Regions from separate parts of the Macaca mulatta genome. Here region 2 is linked to region 1. Evidence: chromatin contacts called from public Hi-C data. All regions are on one chromosome and are shown on one strand. Each heading gives the region's core, a stretch centred on a gene start, on an enhancer-like site or on the middle of the called end of the contact. The rest is flanking DNA. Distances are from core to core; before and after follow the strand shown. Region 1 overlaps CTNND1 (catenin delta 1). Region 2 holds the start of CLP1 (cleavage factor polyribonucleotide kinase subunit 1).

The links. A called contact is a pair of places that touch in the nucleus more often than the background predicts.
Region 2: a contact with region 1 is called in a Hi-C map of blood, with 2.9 times the contacts expected there. The contact joins the promoter of CLP1 here to the enhancer-like site in region 1. A contact is called at or near these places in 2 of 14 Hi-C or Micro-C datasets (CD4 T cells and blood).

What each region holds. Positions count from the first base shown.
Region 1 is chr14:15,591,998-15,596,654 of T2T-MMU8v2.0, reverse strand. It overlaps CTNND1 (catenin delta 1), which reads left to right. Exons shown (of 19, transcript NM_001266516.1): 7 at 3,373-3,836. Among named protein-coding and RNA genes, the nearest start is that of CTNND1, 41 kb to the left of the region's middle. Within about 2 kb of position 1,499, at least 16 of the 40 cell types and tissues checked have an H3K27ac peak or open chromatin away from gene starts, as enhancers often do. A contact at or near this core is called in blood, where this site is marked.
Region 2 is chr14:15,738,601-15,742,884 of T2T-MMU8v2.0, reverse strand. It overlaps CLP1 (cleavage factor polyribonucleotide kinase subunit 1), which reads left to right and starts at 2,857. Exons shown (of 3, transcript NM_001194783.1): 1 at 2,857-2,973.

The DNA.
Region 1 (4,657 bases), core at 250-2,749:
GTTGAAGGTTTTAGGAATACAGGACCAAAAGAGACAGTTAAGGATATATATAAGAACTTTCTTGTGGTGTTTTTAATCCCAAAGTTAAAAACAAACTTTGACCTCACAAGGGCCTTGACATTCTGTGCTTAGGGTCTTATTATTTGATTGTAAAGTGAAATTGTGGTGGCATCCTTGAGTGGGGGTTGGGGGGTACGTTAGCAACACTCTGAAAGGTCACTAAGCAGCTGCCTACTCTGACTTTACTACTTGTCCCTGGAGATTTCTTTGGTGATGTGAAAAAAGGAGTGATTGATGTTTGGACTGGTATATGGTTTGCCTTGTTGCCTTGAGAGAATGCTTTAGAATGGGGTCGACAGACCCCTGGAAAGGACCATGTAGAACTATTTTAGGCTTTGCAGGCCATGTATCATCTTTGTCATATGTTGTTGTTCTTTTTTTCAAACAATCTTTTAAAAATATAAAAAGCATTCTGGGGGTGTACAAAAACAGGTTTGGCCCATGGGCTGCCAATGCTGCTTCAGAATAAATTAGAAACAGTGTTTTCCACGCAAAGAGAAATGATAAGAAACAAGGGATGCCGGGCGCGGTGGCTCAAGCCTGTAATCCCAGCACTTTGGGAGGCCGAGGCGGGCGGATCACAAGGTCAGGAGATCGAGCCCACAGTGAAACCCCGTCTCTACTAAAAATACAAAAAATTAGCCGGGCACGGTGGCGGGCGCCTGTAGTCCCAGCTACTCAGGAGGCTGAGGCAGGAGAATGGCGGGAACCCGGGAGGCGGAGCTTGCAGTGAGCCGAGATCACGCCACTGCACTCCAGCCTGGGCAACAGCGTGAGACTCCGTCTCAAAAAAAAAAAAAAAAAAAAAAAGAAGGGATGATTTATGGTTGTCTTGATGGTAAGGATATCCTAGCAGCTGTTGCTGAATTTCTCTATATGGGGTCATGACCTTTTAAAGCAAATGCCTTGGTGCTAATTTTCTTCATATATTAGGTAGCTTTGGTTAAGAGTGAACAGGGCTGGGCCCAGGGGTAGAGGCCCCATTATCTAAGACTGAGTCACTCACCTTTCAGGTGTCTTGGATAGCTAATCCAACTCCCATGTGAGTCATTTTTATTCCTCCAGGAGCACCAGACCTCGGCTGGTGCAACCTAGAACAGTGGTAGATAACAGCCATCATTGAAGCAGTCTGTCCAGGGTGTTGGCTCTACTGCAAGTCTGCTTTTTCTGACTTCCTCATTAGTAAAGAGTGATTGGACCCAGATGGGTGTGGGTGGCCAGGTCATTCTCTGCCGTCCCTAGTTGTGCTAGTTCACATAGAGTTTTGGGCCGTTCTTGGGTTTGTTCCAGGGTAGCAATGGACTTGGAAACCTGCTTGACTAGCAAGAATATTTGCTGCTTCCTGTTCCAGGCTAGAAGAGTAATACGAGGTCAAACTTAAACAGTGAGGCAGTGATTAGTGGAAAAAGCACTGAACCCTGAGACCTTGGTTCTAGTTGTGCCTTTGCCACTAGCTAAGTAGCCTCAAGCAAGTCATTTGGTCTTCCTGGGCACAGCTTTGTTACTTGTAAAACAGAGGAAAGAATGCCCAATCCACTGCCTCTATATAGAAAAAGATATAAGATAGAGTTATTTGGAAATTTTGGTTATGGTAATTGTTCTTATAATTTTGTATATTAATAATAGAGGTTAAGCATGTTCAATACGGAGCCTGAAAAACCCAGAAAAGCATACCATCTATTAATAAAGAACCACTGTTAACATTTTGGTGCATATCCTTTGAGGTTTTTTTATTGTACATGTAACTGTATCCTATTTTCCCTCTACAAAAAGGGAATCTTAACATACTGCTCAATAGCCTACTTTTAAAACTTAGCTATCTAAGCTATTCATTTTGTTTCTGTGTTTGTTTGTTTGTTTGTTTTTTGAGATGGAGTCTTGCTCTGTTGCCCAGGCTGGAGCGCAGTGGTGCGATCTTGGCTCACTGCAACCTCCACCTCCTGGGTTCAAGTGATTCTCCTGCCTCAGCCTCCCAAGTAGCTGGGATTACAGGTGCCCACCACCACGCCCAGCTAATTTTTATATTTTTAGTAGAGATAGGGTTTTGCCATGTTGGCTATGCTGGTCTTGAACTTCTGACCTCAGGTAATCCGCCCACCTCAGCCTCCCAAAGTGCTGGGATTACAGATGTGAGCCACCACGCCTGGTCCTGTTTCCGTGTTATTTTAAGACCATCTTGGTCATGTTTTACTAAATACTTTGTCCATCTGAATCACTGTTGCATAGTTGATGTTGATACCTGTGAGGCAGCCCTTCTGCTCAGGGCAACTTTGAGTATTTGGTGACAGTGGGAGTGGTTTTGTAGAACAAACAACGGCTTATTTGGAGAGCTCCACACAATAGATTCTCCTCTCCTGTGGGAGCCAGAAGAGATGAGCTCACAGATAATGGGTTTCTTTCTTCCTGGTAGTTATGAATAAATAATAGTGTGACAGACTCACCCTCTAGTGGTTGTTGGTAGTACTGAAACAGGAAGAATTGTCTCCTGGTTTGATTTTTCTTACTTTCAATTGCTTTCTCTGTTCCTAGTGGCTGGGCTTCCCAAATGTGATGTTGGTGAATAGGCTCAATTTTGAAAGAACTGGAGGTACTGTCTTTAGAAATTGGAGGATGGAATCTTACCACTAACACATTTGTTGAGTAGCAGACATGACCTTGGGATGACTGTGAAAATTACTTTTCAAGTTTATACCTCATCAGTACCAAACCCAGATCCTCCTATAATGTAGCAGGAAGCCCTTTATTAGTTTTTCTCTATCAATCCATCTTTTATAATTTCCAAAATAGGATAAGGAGAAGCTTAAATATGAAATGCATTTAAAGGTCTTAACCCGCCAGTTGTTTCCTGTGTGTAAATGCCTAATTTCCTGTTTGGTTAAGGAACTGTTCTCAGACTTCTGTGGCATTGAGTCAGTTGCTTTGGTTAATTCTGCTTTTTGAGAGTTTATCCTGATCTCTACCTAGAAAAGTTAATAGCTGTCAGGTATCATTCAAGTAAATGATAAATAATAAGGATTTGGTTCTTTCTTTTTGATTAGCCTCTCCTGAATGCTTGTTACTTTCTAAGCCTGCAGACTTCAAAGAAAAAAGTGTAGTTTTAATTAAATTGTAGGTGCCTTTAAGATTATTACCTTTTATTTTTCCTAACCCATTGAGGAAAATTGATCAGTATATTATTCATGTAAAGGAGAGAGAAGATGAGCACACTGAAACTCCAGTTAATCCTGCTTTGCAGATGAGGGTAATGGGAATGTCCAGGAAGCTAGCCATAATGACTTGATGTATTCTCTTGGTTATTCCAAAACTTCTCAGGAGCTACGAAGACATGATTGGTGAGGAGGTGCCATCGGATCAATACTATTGGGCTCCTTTGGCCCAGCATGAGCGAGGAAGTTTAGCAAGCTTGGATAGCCTGCGCAAAGGAGGGCCCCCACCTCCTAATTGGAGACAGCCAGAGCTGCCAGAGGTGATCGCCATGCTTGGATTCCGCTTGGATGCTGTCAAGTCCAATGCAGCTGCATACCTGCAACACTTATGCTACCGCAATGACAAGGTGAAGACTGACGTGCGGAAGCTCAAGGGCATCCCAGTACTGGTGGGATTGTTAGACCATCCCAAAAAGGAAGTGCACCTTGGAGCCTGTGGAGCTCTCAAGAATATCTCTTTTGGACGTGACCAGGATAACAAGATTGCCATAAAAAACTGTGATGGTGTGCCCGCCCTTGTGCGATTGCTCCGAAAGGCTCGTGATATGGACCTTACTGAAGTCATTACCGGTGAGTTCTAGGCCTAAGGAAAATTGCTAAGTCACTGTTACTCTCTAGTGATGTTAAGAACTAGAGGGATTTCCAGACCTTTTACTTTTGATGAAAGGTTGTGAACTGGTGGCCTTGGGTCAAATCCATCTCACAGATTTGTTTGGATCACACAGCATTTTTGAAATTTTAAAGAACTGGTTGCTGATGTTTAAAATTCAGAAGATTTCACTTAAAATTCCAGATTCTTGGCTTCTATTAAAAATGTGGAAAAGTTGTTAACAATGGATCTCTTTTCTTTCCTAGCAGTATTTGGTCTGAACTGATTGGAGCATGTGTTCTCTAATTTACACTAATCTCCAACACATTCTATTATCTGACCAACTACAGCCGTTTAGGATGTTGTTTCCCAAACATGGAGCTGTCAACTGCTATTTTTTCACATGCTTGTAATTTCTTTTAAATATCTTCCTCTCTTGACTCACCTGCTTGGCCCATATAGACATTTAAGCTTGTGGTCCTTGCTTTATTTAGAGCAGTAGTTTTTCAGATTGTGGGTTGTGATCTATTTGTGTGATCCATTAGTGAATAAAACACAATTTTGTGGAGCATAATCAGCATTCCAAGGGAAAGGAATAAAGAAAAAGTAATATAGACCATTGCTTCTCAGTTGTGGGCCATTTTGCCTGCCCTGCCCTGAGGTCATTCGGACATTTGTAGTGTTGGAGATGTTTTTGGTTGTTATAACTTAGAACAGGGGAGAGGGAGTGCTACTGGCATCTAGTGAGTAAAGGCTAGGTATACTGCTAAACATCCAGCAATAGACAAGACAGCTCCTCATA
Region 2 (4,284 bases), core at 1,608-4,107, 140 kb before region 1:
AACTGAGAAAAGAGCTGGGTGCTGTGGCTCATGCCTGTAATCCCAACACTTTGGGAGACCGAGGTAGGTGGATCACCTGAGGTCAGGAGTTCGAGACCAGCCTGACCAACATGGTGAAACCCTGTCTCTACTAAAAATAGAAAAACTAGCCAGGTGCGGTGGTGGAAGCCTGTAATCTCAGCTACTTGGGAGGCTGAGGCAGGAGAACAGCTTGAATCCGGGAGATGGAGGTTGCAGTGAGCTGAGATTGCACCACTGCAATCCAGTCTGGGAGATAGAGTAAGACTCCATCTCAAAATAACAATTTAAAAAAAGGTGAGAGAAGAGAGTGTAGTCAAGCACAGATGCTTTAAATGTTGTGTCCTGACTCTTTCTGTATTTTAGAAGCAAAATGGAGAGCAGTCTAAAGGAAGGGAGGGGTTTTTTTCCCCTAAGTTCAGCTTGAGATGGTTATACAATATCCAAATAAAAATGACTTTCAGGTAACTGGGAGAAACTGCCTCAAGGGAGACAGTAGAGGCGAAGAAACAGATCTGGGAGATAGATTGCATGGAAAAAGGCGAGGATAAGCCCACTCAGGGAGAAAATTTGCAAATGGAAGACTGGAACTGAATTTTTAAAGAAGAGAAGATTAGGGGACACCCAATAGTTAATTGAAAAACTAATGCATAGGCTGGGCACGGTGGCTCATGCCTGTATTCCCAGCACTTTGGGAGGCCAAGGCGGGCGGATCACTTGATGGTGAAAACCCTATCTCTAGTAAAAATACAAAAATTAGCTGGGCATGGTGACACGTGCCTGTAATCCAAGCTACTTGGGAGGCTGAGGCAGGAGAATCACCTGAACCCAGGAGGCAGAGGTTGCAATGAGCTGAAATTGCACAACTTCACTCTAGCCTGGGCAACAGAGCAAAACTCCATCTTAAAAAAAAAAAAAAAAAAAAAAAAAAAAGCTAAGGCATACATGTTGAATGAATGAAATAATTAAAGCAAACCATCAAAGAAAACTCAGAAGTGACAAGTGAGGATGGCACTGCTTGGGGAGTGCTGCTAAGTAGGACCAGCAGGAGAAAATCTTTCTGGCGAACCAACCAGAAAATCTTCCCAGTCTCCTCAATATGAATTAACTACGTGAGCAGGACTGAAAAAAGTACTCACGTGTAAAGTGAAGATGACAATTACAGTACCTACTGCATAGGATTCTGGCGATGATTAAATGAATTTACACCTGAAAAGTCCATAGACCAGTATCTGGCATATAGAAGTATATAAATATGTTTGTTTTTTTGAGACAGAGCCTCGCTCTGTTGCCTAGGCTGGTGTGCAGTGACTTGATCTCGGTTCACTGCAACCTCTGCCTCCCGGGTTCAAGCGATTCTCCTGCCTCAGCCTCCCCAGTAGCTGGGATTACAGGCGCCTGCCACCACGCCTAGCTAATTTTTCTATTTTTAGTATAGATGGGGTTTCACCATGTTGGTCAGACTGGTCTCGAGCTCCTGACCTCAGGTGATCCGCCCGTCTCGGCCTCCCAAAGTGCTGGGATTGCAAGCGTGAGCCACCGCGCCCAGCTTAAATGTTTACTATTATCATAACTGGACTCAGTTATGTTAATGTTTGGGCAAATCCCTGCACCTATCTTAGTCTCCTCCCCCATCTGAAATTGGATATAATAAAGCTGACTTTACAGGGCGGCTGTGAAAGAAGATGCCTGAAAGGGATCTGAAAAATGTTAAGTATTGCACGAATGAATGGTATTATAGTCCCTTCCCCCCAGCCTATAATAAAAACGTAAAAGCTGACATCAGATTTTTCTGTATTACAGACATCGTACTTAGTACTTTACAGGCACATTCCTGCAATCGTCAAAACAACTTTAGGTTGGGCACTGTTATTATCCCCACTTTGCAGACAAAAAACGATGTCATGCTTGAGCCCAGGAGGTCGAGGCTGCAGTGAGCCATGTTCGCGGCACTGTACTCCAGCCCGGGCGAGAGAGTGAGACGCTGTCTCAAAAATAAAAAGAAAAACAAACAAACAAAAAAGGATCTCAGAGAGATGAAGCCTGTGATTTGCTCAAAGTCACACAGTGATGTAAGCAGTATAGCAAATAATGTAAGATTCCAAAGCCCAAGTTAGTAAAAAGAGGATTATAGACGTGGTGGAGCCTGTTGGCTGAGGGGCAAATGACTGACCTGTAACTGTCAGAGATTTATGGAGGGAAATGAGTGGCCAACAAAAATCCTCGTTTAGTGGGAGAGAGGTTGTTGGGTAATGACTGACTTGTAGCTGGAAGAAATCATCGGATTTTTATTCTTTTATTAAAGAAAAAAATTTTGAAATGCCTTCCATGTGCCAAGCACTGTGTAAGGTGGGAGACAACTACTCGGTGCAACCTCTGTCGGGCTGCTTTCCTCCGCTTTCCCTACCCCTAGGTTTCCCCCTGCCCAAACAGGATTTTGTGCTTCGTGGCTTGTCCAGGCAAGCAGGCCGTCGCGGGACCTAGACCTAGACAGTAAGTCGCCCTCTCTTCCGGGCCTCCCTTCTCTTTCCTGCGCTGCAGGGGAGCAGGAAATCTGGGGCGAGATTCCCGCCGCGGACGCGCACTGCCGAAGCCAGGTCCCTCGACCTGTCGCTGCCCAGCGCGGGGGCGCAACCGCCACGCCTCCTCACCCCTCCCTCCGGCCTCACGAATAATGACGGCCGCCGCCCCTCCCACCCTTGGCGTCAAGTTCAAAACAATCCTTTGACTACAACTCCCAGAAGGCCGAGCGGCTTAGCGAGTGCACCCGCTCTCGGCTGTTCCGGCAAACTACACGTCCCAAAGGGCAGCGTGCGACCGCGTGTCCTTTCATAGCGCAAGTGCGGAACTGCGTTTGTTTCCGGCGTGGGTCTGGGCAAGAACCGCTTGTAGTTTGGTTTGAGTTCTGCACTGGAGGACCTTCTGGGTTTACCTGTTGGGCTCCTGGCTGCGCAGGTGAGTTAAAAAAGGGCAGGAACGCGACTGTCGCCTCCTTGTGGTCCGGGGAGATTTTGGTGTCTGGGGAGGTTGGGACAAATGCTGAACCTAGAGCTGCAGTCCAGGATCAGAAATAATTCATATCGTTTCCTTGTCATTTTCTAGTTTACGAAGTGCTTTTTTTTCCTCCCACAATTCCTATAAACACCAAGAACAACACTGTATTTGAGGAAGTGTAAGTGCTTTCCAGTCGACAGCTTCAAAGGTTCAGAGAAGTTAAGTGATTGTCTAAAGACACTACTAGTAGTTACAGAGCCGAGGCTTATGCTGTTTTCTGAGTTCAAACCCGGTGTTCTTTGCTTTGCATCCGTATTGCAGACGCCCTTTCCTGTTGACTAAGATGATTGGGGTCTGGGCATCTGTTACCTTCTCAAGTCTGGAGTTTACCAATAGAGTGATGGAGGGTGATATAATTAAATCTTCTGTCCATCTGTAGGTATGGTTTTTCTCTGATGTCTGAGACATTAATTCACGCAATGTATTGAGGTGTCTACAGTCTGTCAAGCTCTATTCTAAGTAGTATACAGTAGCAAACAAAAATGCCCAAGTCTTACATTTTGGGATGGGAAGGCGGGGAAAACATAATATATAGTGAGACAGATGGTGATAAGAAATATGGAGAGAATTAAAGCAAGGTAAGGGGAAACATTCATTGTATGTTTTTGTTTTGTTTTGTTTTGTTTTGAGACAGAGCCTAGCTCTGTCGCCCAGGCGGGAGTACAGTGGTGCGATCTCGCCTCACTGCAACCCTGCAACCTCCACCTCCCAGGTTCAAGTGATTCTCCTGACTCAGTCTCCTGAGTAGCTTGGACAACAGGCACTCACCACCATGCCTGGCTAATTTTAGTATTTTTTAGTAAAGACGAGATTTCACCATGTTGGCCAAGCGGGTCTTGAACTCGTGACCTCAGGTGATCTGCCCGCCTTGGCCTCCCAAAGTGCTAGGATTACTGGCGTGAGCCACCAGGCCTGGCCAATTTTTGCATTTTTTGTGGAGATGGGGTTTCACCATGTTGCCCAGGCTGGTCTTGTACTCTTGAGCTCAGGGGATCTGCCCAACTCAGTGCCCCAAAGTGCTGGGATTACAGGCCTAAGCCACTGTGCCTGGCCCATTGGATGATTTCTTTTCTTTTTTTTTTTTTTTTTGAGATGGAGTCTTGCTCTGTTGCCCAGGCTGGCGTGCAGTGGTGCAATCTCGGCTCTCTGCAACCTCTGCCACCTGGGTTCAAGTGATTCTCCTGCCTTGGCATCCCAAAGAGCTAGGATTAC